Regions from separate parts of the Zea mays genome. Here region 1 is linked to region 2. The links are chromatin contacts, called in public HiChIP or PLAC-seq maps. All regions are on one chromosome and are shown on one strand. Each heading gives the region's core, a stretch centred on a gene start, on an enhancer-like site or on the middle of the called end of the contact. The rest is flanking DNA. Distances are from core to core; before and after follow the strand shown. Region 1 holds the start of LOC103649688 (Alba DNA/RNA-binding protein). Region 2 holds the start of LOC103649687.

Region 1 (6,177 bases), core at 2,011-4,510, 240 kb before region 2:
CAGGAAAGGAACAGCGGTCTGTGTAGTCAACAAAGCACGCCATATTTTGTAAGGGGAACGCTGGACTGCTAAAACATACATAGCCAAAGAAACAAATGAACAACATGTCCAGAATGTTAAGAAACAACCAACATCCATCCATCAATCCATGGATTTGCAGACATTGCCATGGTGATGTAGTTGAGCAAGAACGCGTGCCATATCTCATGCACACGGTATTAAACTAAATTAAACAACACTAACAGAGCACAGCAGCAGCAGCTTGTCATCGGTACTGTTTTCAAGCCTGCTCTTCACCATCTTCCACTTCGCCCCTCTCTTCTGCAGCAGCGGCCATCAGCTCATCAAATTTGTCGCTCTTTCCCAAGATTATCTCAATCTGAGGGAGAGGTTCATGTCAGTTTAATTCTCAGTAAAAGACGAATTGCATACAGTTAAAGATAGAATGACCAAACTGACAAACACAATGAATAGCTTAAGTACACTCAATTAAAGGTATAGTATTTCTGACCTTGGCCTTTTGGAATGGACGCCCTCTTGATTCGTCGTTTATTTCAACAGTAGAGGTCCTAATTTCTATGTAGGTTTAAGACACAAAGGGATGATTCAGAGCGGCAAATATAATAATATAGATTAGGCATAATCTACAAGACAACAAAGCCCTGAAGTCTCACTCTTTTCAACAGCAAATCCATTGTTCTTCAGAATTTCTGCCACGGTCACAACTGTTGCTATGGCTGGAAACAAAATAAAGCTTGGTTAGTGTGCCTCAAACAATACACTGATGCAGAAATTTGAAATGGAAAGCTTTTGTATCATTGTATGTTTTAACGAAAAAGTAGTATTGATGCATCAAATAAATCACATATAAAGATGTTAATTGAGCTTAAGTTATGTATCCAATAAAAAAAAATATCAGAATACCCTGACTAAGAGCATCTCCAAGATTACCCTGTACACCTATCCAAACTACTATACTTAAATTTAAGGCTAACCGTTCAACAGACACCCTAAATGAACTCCTTTGTTTAGTTGCATTATAAAAAACCTCTCTTCCACCCCCGAAAAATGGGGTATCTCAGCCTTCCATGTTTTTTCGTCCATATTGCTTACGTGTCATGTTTAAAGTTTAGGGCATTAAGATAAATGGGAACTGCTGTCGAAGTGACAGATTTAGAAGAGATAAATGTTTAGCCTACATGAAGAAATAGGGGACCAAATTTATGATCGCTCTTGGAGATGCTATAACAACATGAAGAGTCAGCAATCTACTTAAAATGCAAGAGAACTTTCCGTAATAAGGCATGAGATTGCAAGTCAAAAATTCATACGACAGATGATAATCTTTCTGTAACAACATGAAGATCAGCAACGGATGATTATCTTTCCTTTCCTGCATCTCTAATGAATACTTTGAATACAGGAGATTGCAAGTCAAAAATTCATATAACTAAATTCCGGAACCCCAAACAGTGTTCAACATGGTTCTTAAGGCAATAAGGCAAGACATGGTGATGGACCACCTTCTAATCGCCTAAGGTGACACCTACACGATCGCAAGGTGATGTATACCATTCTGAGAAACAGGAAGCCAGCAGCATGAAGGAAGGAAAAACAAAGAAAAAGGAGAAAGAGGGCAGGAGACTTAAGGGGCTGCCCCAGCCCACTAGCCACCCTATATAACCATCCGTCCATCCCCCAACTTGCCTATAGCCTATACGTTTCCAGAACTCCTTCCTTAATCTCCTTGCATGATGCTGCCAGCAACTCCTCTGCTCCTCCTCCCTGCTTCTTCTCGGGCCCTCATTGAGTCGTGTGCTCTCAGATCAACTGAGCTTCTGTCCAGGTCGAGATCTATCGTGCCTCAATTGACAAGCGCGAGTTCTACAAGCCAGAGCTATCAGGGATTGGCAGCTGCTGGGGCTTGTTGGTTGGTAACATTGGTTTCCCTTCCACCCCCCTCCCGGTCTCTTTCTGTTTTTTTTTTCATTTTCATTTAGGGAACAGGGACGCCCATGCCATGATTTTTGAGTGTCTAGGCGCCTAGGCGACACCTTGAAAACCATGGTTCTCAGGCGAACCCCAAGTGGAAGTAGCTGCTTGTCTGTGGTCATCCAGAGCATGATAGCCATGTAATAATAACAATGCATTGCATAGCACTTGACTCAAACTTGGTAAGTTTTTCCTCGGACAATAAATCTGGCAAGTTGCATGACCAAATTCTAAGCTGTGCTCTGCGTGTCACAACTCACAAGGCAAATGCCGCCTAGGAACACTAGGAGCAAGTTTAGCAGGGCTCCAGGTCCTAAAATGGCTTCAGATTTAGCTCCTCTCCTGGAGTAGCTTCTCTGGTAGAGCCAGAACACTTTGTAGAAAGATATTTGACAAAAGGGTTTCGTAGAGTATTTTTGAGAGGAGCTGGTGCAAGTTAATATTTTGGGCTCCGGTTCCTTGGTGGTTTCAGGGGAGAAACCGGTTTTCTTTTTACCCCGTTTGGTAGGGTTTCTTCAGAAGCCAAAGCCAGAGCCTTCTGTAAGCCCTAGCAAAGGGACTCTAACTGCCATAAAAGCTAGGGTTTTAGCAATAATAACTAACACAGATCCAGCATTGAGAAACGTACAGAAAAGAACACGCGCCGCGCCGACGCATTCTGCGTCTTTACATCATATTTATCGGCGTACTTAATAACATAAACCAAATTCGCGGATAGAGGCATCAATGTCAAGCGACAATGCCTAAATTAACTTCACCAGTAATAAATATGTGCAAAAAAAGGGTTAGAAAGAAGGGCGAAGGAGGGACGCACCCATCCCAAGAGCGGATAGCTCTACATCGCCGTGCTGTTGCATATACCTCTGCACGGACCGAAGTAACCAAATCAGCCAGAATCTGGAAGCGGCGGGTGGGCAGGAGTATCACGGAAAGATGCGGCGCGTAGGGAGAGAAGGTCAGCCGTACCTTGGCGAGGTTGACGTAGAAGAAGAGGGGTTTTTTGGTGTTGGACACCTGGATGCGGTTGCTGCTGCCGCCGCCGCCCCTCCTCTGCCCCTCTCCGCCTGAAGCCGCCGCATCTCCGGTGACGGTTAGGTTCTTCACCCCCTCGGCGATCTCCTCCACCACCATGGTCGGTAGCGATCTAGCACGCCGCGCCGCAGCCGGATCGACGGGGTTGGTCGAGTGCTCACGTCTCCGCTTCCGGTGGCTCACCTCCTCCCTTCCTCTCGCGTCTTCTCGGCGTTGCGGCGAGTGCGGGTAAAACGAGGGAGGAGAGGCCCGGTCGGACGGCCCCGCGCGTGAGTGATGATGCGTGGGCTTGACGGACTCAGCGATGGGATGTCACGGCCCAACCTCCTTAGCCGACGATTCAAGCAGCCCAAATGGAAGCGGCCCACTCAGAGGACAGCGGCTCATGTGCCGGAAGCTGGTAGCTGGACACATAAGAGTCAATCATTTTCTACAAACAACTGCTGAACTCAATCACTTGTTGTCGTCCCGTTGCTCAACAGTTTTCCCATTAATATAGAAACTTTTGTACCAGAAATAAAAAGCATCTCCAATTATAGCCCATCGGAGATGTAACATATATATCTTCTTATCATCTCCATAGTGTATGAGACAAATGCATGCATTTCGATTAAAGTTGTATTCTATGGTTACGATTCTACTGAATATATCTTTTTGATTATGTCAAAAATCGATTTAACTATATAGGGCTTATGACATCCCCCTCTACGCCTTGTGGTAATGATTACTCTGGCACTACGACCTTTACCACAACGATGTCGTCAATGCACCAGTTTATTTCATCCCATGTGGATCGGACAGTATTGATGCCTCCTTTGGTAGGGCTTCTTCAAAGGCTCCTTCAACGGCTTCTTAAAAAAATCTACCAAAACGGAGGCTCTTTGATGAGCTCTTCCTTGAAAAGAGGGATAAGCTCCTCTAAAAAACCAGCAGGAACCGGGAGCCAAAAAAAAGGAGCTTCTACCGGCTCCTCTCCCATATTTTTCTCTTCGTCGGTGCTACATCGTAGGAGAAACTACAGTAGGAGCTATATTTCCAACCAAACATGGTGCTCTTTCTATAGCTCTTCCTAAAAATAAGGAGGGAGCTGTTTTCTTAGAGGAGCCAGAGCAAAGGTTAAAACTGGCAAGGAAGAGCCCTACCAAATGGGGCCTGACTATTGGGAGGGGTTAGGAAAGATTTTGACTTACTATAAATTTAAACCTACTCAATCCCCTCCGATCCATATAGACTAAGATTAAAACGAGCAGGCCCTAAGCCGGTAAAGGTTCTCGCTTCGAAGTGGCAATGCGCACGCACTTCCTTCCTTAAATCGTTGGCACATGCAACACACTATTTGTTGCCTCTAGGCTTGAACATGAATACCTTGCAGATTGGTGGAGTCGAGCGAGAAAAAGGAAACCATCTCTCGTCCCAATTCACAGAAATAATACTCTATCATCATTTTGAGTCAAATCGAAGGTACAACTAAATATGTTGAGTGAGGTGTTACAACTAATTTCTTCACTTGGAGCTATTTATATGCTCAACTTAGTCATTTAAGGAGTCTTGCCTCTCTTATCTATTAAAGTAGCCACTTAAGAGTTTAAAATCTCATGATCAGTAACCTCATTAGTATATAGAGAGTGATTTGTGTCATTGTGTGCGACCACCACCCTCATGACTTGATATGGTTGATCAAGTGAGAGTCTAGTGCTTGTTATTTTTAGTGATCGGCATTACCTAGATAGTTAGATGGCGATCTAAAGTGTGGTGTTCTCTAGAGAGCTTGTGAGTGACCTGAATCGTCCACATACATGGTTGTCTGCGGTTCACCATGCCCGAGCAACGAAGAACCCGCTCACAGAGAGCACTTGGTCCTTGCACAGATCAAGAGAGAGCGACACCCTTGCATCAGTGCTCCAATGAGGATTAGTGGAGACTCTTGACTCTCCGAGAGTTCGGCAAAACATCGAGGAGCCTCATAACCATGTCCTTTGTGCATTTACATTTAAACAATTCAGTTTAGTCATTTAGATTCTTAGAATTGGGATTCTACTATAGGGTTCAAAATTAGGGTACAAAACTATCGGGTACCGTAATTAGGGGTACCCCCAACACTCCTAAACATGGCTGATAAACACCTTCAGAACAGACCATAAATGTGGCAGAACCTCCCAAGTTATTGGGCCAACATGCACCTGTCCTTGTCTCAAAGACCTCAGACAGCTATGCATGTGCACTAAATAACTTAACAGGATCTGTCCGATTGCCCCAAGGACATCGGATAAACCACTTACAACCAGAACCGCGGGATTAAGTAAACACAAATCACACACATCAACATCTTTGCAGCGGAAATCTTATTACCAAATTTTACAAGTTACAAAAATTTTACTTTGTATGATCGGAGTGATTACAAAGGTGATTCAAAGAAATAACTTTAAACTGTTATAAATTATTTATAAGTTTGAAATATATGCTAGTTCAAGTGACCATCCTCAATAAGAAGGTAAAGACGGGGTATACTTATATAAGAAGGCCGAGCCCACCGGCACTTAACACCATCACAGCAGCACAAAACTATAACCTGAAAAACAACAGGGAATAAAACCCTGAGTATGGAATTACTCAGCAAGTCTTACCCGACTAAGGAAAAGACTCTCAAGGGTATGCTGGATAAATAGGAATCAAGGAGAGGCTTTAGCAAGAATCAACTTAGATACTTTTGCAGAAATAGCTTACTAAAGTGAGTCCTTACTTTCAATCTTTTAACGCCATATTAAGTATTAATAGACTCTATTTGCATCTAGTCTAATTTCAACATCTCATCAATACAACATCATTTTTATCCATAGTGTTCACATCCTGACTTTAGGTTGCAGGGCAGTGACCAAGTCTTCATAACCGCGAAGGTACGGCGATCCGAATCGATTATACTCAGCTGAGGATCTCCAATCACACGACATATGTAGCACTTAACCCTTGCATATGTCAACCCGCCACCGGGGTTCTTAAGACCGGATCAGGTTCACGCAAACCGAGAGCACAGATACACCACCGTCCAGCCTCTTGCCACGGAGGGTACACGCTACTCTCGCCACCGCTCCACGCCCATTTCGTGTTATCTTATTCCGGCCTTAGTCTGCCCGAGGCAAGGCTTACCCATGACGA
Region 2 (6,515 bases), core at 2,386-4,885:
AAAGGCCTACTGCTAGCCCATTGCTCAGCTGGTCCGGTGCGCCACCGGACCCTCACAGTAGACGGTCTGGTGCGCCTAGACATGTTGTAGTGAGTCCATTCTTCTCCAATCTTTCTCTATTGCACTTGAACTTTTTGGAGGACTTTTCTATGACTTAGACACATGATTAGAGTATAATCTAATTGGCTAAGTCTTAGAAACTTACCTCTTTCACATCCTCTTCTTAACTTCTATGTTTCTCCTTAAACGGAGCCCCGAATGTCACTTTCTCCACAAACCAAGTTAGAGATCAAACAAAAGTGCCAAATGCATAGTAAAAGGTGTATGCAACATATTCAATCACTCAACCCATGCATACTTAACATTTTTCATGTTTTGCTCCTTTTGGCATGTTTGAGGTCAGGATTGGACTTCAAAGCCTCAAGTCAACTTGACTTGATCACTAAAGCAATACATGAGCTCCAACACCCTACAATGGTCACATAGAACATTTCCAAACACAAGATGACCCAAACTAAAAGGAAAAGTGTACTTAGATCTTTTGGTTCACTTCTAGGTTCTGACATTGATACTTCTCCACCTTATTGTGACCATGTCCTACTTATTGAGCTAGAATCTTGAGCCTTATGACTTGAACCATAAATCCTAAGAAATACCTTGATGGTTCCAAGTCATGTCCTTATGTTGTGATCCTCGATGCATAGGACACTTGTCGGTGTTTTGAACGAGCTCCAAAAAATATTTGTTCTATGCGTGTTTCGGGGTTCGGATGGTGTGCTCAGTGGGCACGAGATTTTTATTGGTTTAGGCAGAACGTCCCTACATCCAGTCTTTGGCGGCTCACGCTATCGACACCTTTGTTGCTCAATGCTCGTAGTAGGTGTTACAAGTGAGCGAGAGAGGGAGGAGGCTCCCAAGTCTCTTGTTCATGGTATGGCCTAAGGACTACAAATCTTGTGCTCTCAACCAAACTAAGCCTTGGGCGTCGAGGCGGCGTGCTCCTTGGTTTTGGCCTCTGTAGTTCTCTGACGTGTGGTCGTTTGTCCGTCTATGTGTGTTGCGTGCGTATCTCCGCCTCTCGTGTGAGTGTTGGTTGTCTCTCTCGGCTGACCCTCCCCCTTCTATAGGCCAAGGTGGGGGTCATCTACTGGTAGCTTCTTAAAGAAGGAGCTACTACATCGTGGTAAAACGGAGCATTCTACCTCGGTAAAGTCAGGCTTGTCGGCATGTGCCTCGGCTGTCTAGGCTTCTCTGGTCGCACTGTTTAAGACTAGTGGTGTGGGTGGCGAAGAGCTCTGGCACCATTATTATCGCCTCTGCACCACGCCGACCCTTGGCCTCCATAGCCTAGGTCTCATGCTCTCAGCATGCTCATCATCTTGCGGATCCTATAGACAGCCAGTGCACCCAGGCCTAGGTTTGATAGGTCATGAGTGGCCGTAGGTCTAAGGACCCATAGTTCATGAGTGGGAAGAGGATCGACTCTCCCATGGTGGCTCAGTGCAAGGAGTAGCTAATGTGGTCGGTCACTTACGACGGTTTAGTCTTAGATAAGGCGCGGAATCCACACTAGTGGCTTCCCCTCAATTCTCTCGCCCCCTTTGGCTCTGCCTCGCTCGATCCTAGGCTCGGGGCCTCGGGACTATCTGGGGGTGGGTGCTACCGGGGTAGACCTTTCCCTTGTCCTTTTGCTGACTAGTGGGCCCCAGGGGCCTAGGGATCTTTTCTCCGACAGCTCTTCTCAGCTTTACCAACCTTGACTTCTTGCAAGCCATCTTCTTCACCCTTGTCTTTAGGTACCTCGGTCTTCTTGACCTTCTCCTGCGCACTCAGTTCCTCGAAGTTCTTGCCTTCGTCCCCAGTTCGATCGGTCGTCTCCAAGTTATGCACATTGAGTTCCACATAGTCATTGACCATCCTTCAACTTTACTTGTGATGTCCATAGACCATAGTCATCTCAACTTGTGTGGATCATCACATCTGTGTCCATGTGTTGAACTTCTTAGTCTTTTCACTTAGCACCTACTCAATACATAACACCCTGGTTATACCTTTAATTGTGGTGTCATCCAAAACACCAAAACCCACAAGGGAGCTTTCAACTATGCCAACCATATTGGCTTTGGTTGCCGCTTTGGCTAGCCCGTTGAAGCCATCCTAAGTAATCCATAATGGGTCACATAATGATAGTACAAATAAGCAACAGATAAAACACAAAATCTAGAATATATGTCAATTCAATGCGCATTTGTACAACAAACGTGATAAAAACATGATTTGGTACAAAATAAGTATATAATCAGACACAATTATTCACTTTGCCTTTGCTTGTCATATTATCTACTTATTCGTCTATTTTTTCGAACTGTAAGATAATGTTTGGATCAGGAATGGTAACACGGGCACGAACATAACTAGAATAGGATGGTAACGTTAATAAAGGATCGGAATACAGACTTTGTATGTTTCACTTTTGGTAACATTAATGGGCAAAGCTAGAAGCAATCTTTAGAGAGAATACATTGTCAATTCTCTGGTGTGCTAGAGATTCTAGATCACATCGATGGCTTCCCATGCATGGGCGGAGAGGCATTCAAAGGTTGTGATTGCAATCGGATTTGGGGTAGGAGAAAGGGTTGTGTGAGAGAGATTGGGATGAGCGAGCAAGTAGATAATTGTAACCTATAGGACATCGCCAGCATGGAATGGAGGCATAGAGCAACGAGCGAGCTAACCGCCGACACATTGGTGGAGTTGCTCCCGGTACTCCACCAACGAAGTTGGAGCCGTAGGGTCGAGGCCACAGGCGAAGGATGAGCCGTCGGGCGCAGGTTCGAGGGGAGACGAAGACAAATCAAGATCTGATTACACTCTGGAGAGAACGGTAATCATTAAACCATTCATGATTTATAGGGTAACACTATTCGTCACCCTAGTGGAATGATTACCCACTTGAAATAACTTAACAAACACGATTTTTGTTAAGCCATTTCAAGGTGCTATCACCTAGAGAGCATCACAGAAAATTAAGGTATTTAATATTCAAACGATCACGAATACATTTACTATCATTTTTATCTTTCTTTTTTTCTTTCTATCTTGTTGTTCATCACTTATTCCAAGGATATTTGGTGACGTTCTGGATGGATTTGTTGATTTTGAGACAACCTCTATATGCGCTCCTTCGGTGGATCTTTCTAAGACTTGTTTGGATTGGTTTTATCGGTTTGCTACGTTTCTCGATGTGTCTAAGATTGTGGTGACTATGAATGTGTGCTGTGTGTGATTCGGACCTCTTCCCATGTTAACAATGGGTTTTAACTTTTAACTAGAGTAGGCAGGCTGAAAAACGTGCACAAAATATATGTGCATGTGCGTGACATGGACTGGCTGGCTCCTCGACCGCGTGAAGTAGATGCCATCGATTAGCGGGGCAGTGGGCGTGGCTGCCTGCCCGTGATGTGTGTGTATCACACGGTGAGCATTCGAGCTGCTCCACATGGTCCGCATTCGAGCTGGCCGCATGGTGCGGCAACCGGCACTTCGCCACTGCTCCACATCGAGCTCAAGGCTGGGTATCGCTGTCGGCGCCCCCCACACGGCGTACGCTCTTTATAAGAGCCCCCGGCCGCGCGCCGCGGCAACCTCCACAACGCACAACAGCATATGCATAGCTAGCTCTAGTGCTGCATCCTCTCCGTCTCCAGCGTCATCGTCCCTTTCCTTCGTTCACCTCCAGCTAGCAGCCACACGCACCACCGTCCCGTCGCGTCTCCGGCCTAGCTCGCCAGCCACCTCCGCACGTCGTCCATCTCCCTTCATATATTCAGCAAGCAAAGACAGCTTCTGACGCGTCGTCGTCCCGGCTCGATCTGCATTGTGCGGCGGCGCGGTGAATAGTAGAATTAAACCGCCGGCGGAACAATAAGCAAACGACTAAGCAGCTACAGGCCAGGCCAACAGCACGCCCATCGAAGACGACTAGAACGTTCGTTCGTCGGAACAAGATATGGTGAGCAGCAAGGGCGTCGAGCCGGTGCAGCACGCCGCCGCCGCCGCCGCCGCCGCCGGGTCGTTGCCGCTGGCGGCGCTGAACCACATCTCCGTGGTGTGCCGGTGCCTCGAGAGCTCCCTCCGCTTCTACCGCGACGTCCTCGGCTTCGCCCCCATCCGCCGCCCGGGCTCCTTCGACTTCGACGGCGCATGGTACGGCATTCGACTGCACACAGCTATATCACTGACGATGCCTTTATTGTCAAGCTAGCTAACAATCATGTAATCATACTGCATGACCTGCATGTTCAACAACTCATTCTACTGCGCAGGCTGTTCAACTACGGCATAGGCATTCATCTCCTGCAAGCCGAGGATCCGGCGAGCATGCCCCCCAAGAAGACGGAGATCAACCCCAAGGACAACCACGTCTCCTTTCAGGTATGCAGGAGTGCTTGCCACACCACGTCTTCAAGCTAGATCCAGATCGTTTGCTGTCCTGCAATAGTGCCTACCCATCCACACCGACTAGTCGTGTATCTATATAAATACTAATCAGTTACCCTATATAAGCAAATTCAACTCCTTCTATCAACTTAAGTTTTTGAATTAAATTGATTAGTGCGTGTAACTTAATATGATATCAGAACTATAAATCTCGAGTTTAAATTCTAGTTACCACAATTAAATAAAATAATTGTTGCTCGCTGCTATATTCCACGTCAGAGACCTAAAAAAGACTCGACGTGAGAGGAAAGTGTTAGAATATAATATAAATGAATTATCCAACTCCTCCAATTAGTTTAAACTTTTAGCTTTAACTGATTAGTGTATGTAACTTAATATATATCATATGAGTAGACTTTTTTTAATAAAATACAAAAATATGTATATTGTGTTGCTTAGGTGGATGTGAATATGGAGCCACGCAGCTATCAACCAAGATCTGAAGCCCTTATTTTGTGCATAATTTTATCTTATTTTGTATAAAGTGAGAAGGGTGATAAATACACATCGACCGATTTAACCATAAAACTGATGTTTTATATAATAGAGAAATATTTAAAAGATTAGAACATTGGTAATAACGAATAATGTACCGGACAAAATTACAGTGACCTACCGAGAATTATTCCTTGCGATCGAACCTCTGATCTGAAGTATAGTAAGAGGAATTTGGGGAAAAAAATAGGTATACTCCTAAGTCGTTGACACTGGCGATTGGGGGAATCGGCCGATCGAATTAGTTAATTAGCTTTTAATCTGCATGTTCGTGCCTCCATTTTTCTGTGCTCAGCGAGATCCACGGCTGCTCCTCATCTGCAATAGAATATAGTTATATAAAATTACTAGAGAAAATTCCTTTAATCCCATCCAAACTTATACTAATCTCTTCAATATCATAAAAATTTATAGCTTTGCTTCAATGTCATTAAATTTAAATTTTAATCCTTTGAATGCTATCGTCTTTAGTTCGAAGCTAACACCATTAGTTCCATTTGAAGAAAATTCCTCCAATGCCACCAATATCAATATTGATCCCTTCAATGTCACTAGAAATTGATTCGATCTATTTGGGTTTTAAAAATTACAGAATAAAAAATATAGATCAAAGTTCAGTCCATACTTTTTGAAACTCAAAAATTACTCTGATATATTAGTTCGATCTATTTGCTTCCTAATAAATTAAAAAAATATGAAATTGATTAGATCGAATCAGTGTAAATGAATAACCACAGTTTTATGAGTTCTAATATGGACTAAAATTTTTAAAAATTATTTAAAATCTCTACTCATATCAATTAGGAAGAATATAAAGAGTCTCTTGGAGTTGTTCTCCTACAATGCATAAATTTGCATATGCATTATCTATCGAGAAACAAAATTTTGTATATCACACGTATATGTTGTTAGAGCGAGATATGTGGAGTAATTTCGGGGTTTCAAAAAGTATGGGCTGAACTTTGAAAATCAAACCAATTTCTAGTGCCATTGAAAGGATTGGTATATATTTTGATGGCATCGGAGGGATTTATTTTAAATGAAACTAACGGCGTTAGCTTTGAACTAATGGTGATTACATTTAAAGGATTAAAATTTAAATTTGATGGTATTAAAGGGAAGCTATAAATTATGATAGCATTGAAGGGATTGGTATAAGATTGAATGGCATTGAAGGGATTTTCTCTAATTATTAACCCATTCCTCAAACTGGCGGACGTCGCATTAACACTTTTCTGCATTGTCGTTTCTGAAATATAGACGTATTAGAAACTAGGATATGAAACAATTCAGTTACTAAGACTGATCTAGCTAACACATCTTATTTAGCTACCAAGTTATCAAGTGTTCATGCATGCCAAGATGCATGGTGACTGGTGGTGAGTTGGTGACTGATCCACGAAGCATGGAACTATCTTATCTTAAGTTGGCTCCATCTGATAGATCTGCATCTCAATTAATTTAAGAAATGGACGCTGGTGGTTGGCATTCATGATCGGTACGCAATGACGGTTAACATA

The links. HiChIP or PLAC-seq counts read pairs in DNA pulled down with a chosen protein or histone mark.
Region 1: an H3K4me3 HiChIP or PLAC-seq map of leaf shows a contact between it and region 2, with 4 times the contacts expected there. The contact joins the promoter of LOC103649688 here to the promoter of LOC103649687 in region 2. A contact is called at or near these places in 3 of 25 Hi-C or Micro-C datasets (ear, leaf and tassel) and 1 of 3 datasets of contacts at active chromatin or transcription factors (leaf).

The regions. Positions count from the first base shown.
Region 1 is chr3:11,868,571-11,874,747 of Zm-B73-REFERENCE-NAM-5.0, reverse strand. LOC103649688 (Alba DNA/RNA-binding protein) reads right to left here and starts at 3,260. Exons shown (of 5, transcript NM_001301562.1): 1 at 2,959-3,260; 2 at 2,807-2,855; 3 at 675-737; 4 at 512-576; 5 at 63-379. The coding sequence starts at 3,123. The coding sequence ends at 281.
Region 2 is chr3:11,626,680-11,633,194 of Zm-B73-REFERENCE-NAM-5.0, reverse strand. LOC103649687 reads left to right here and starts at 3,635. Exons shown (of 3, transcript XM_008675419.3): 1 at 3,635-4,206; 2 at 4,326-4,434. The coding sequence starts at 4,010.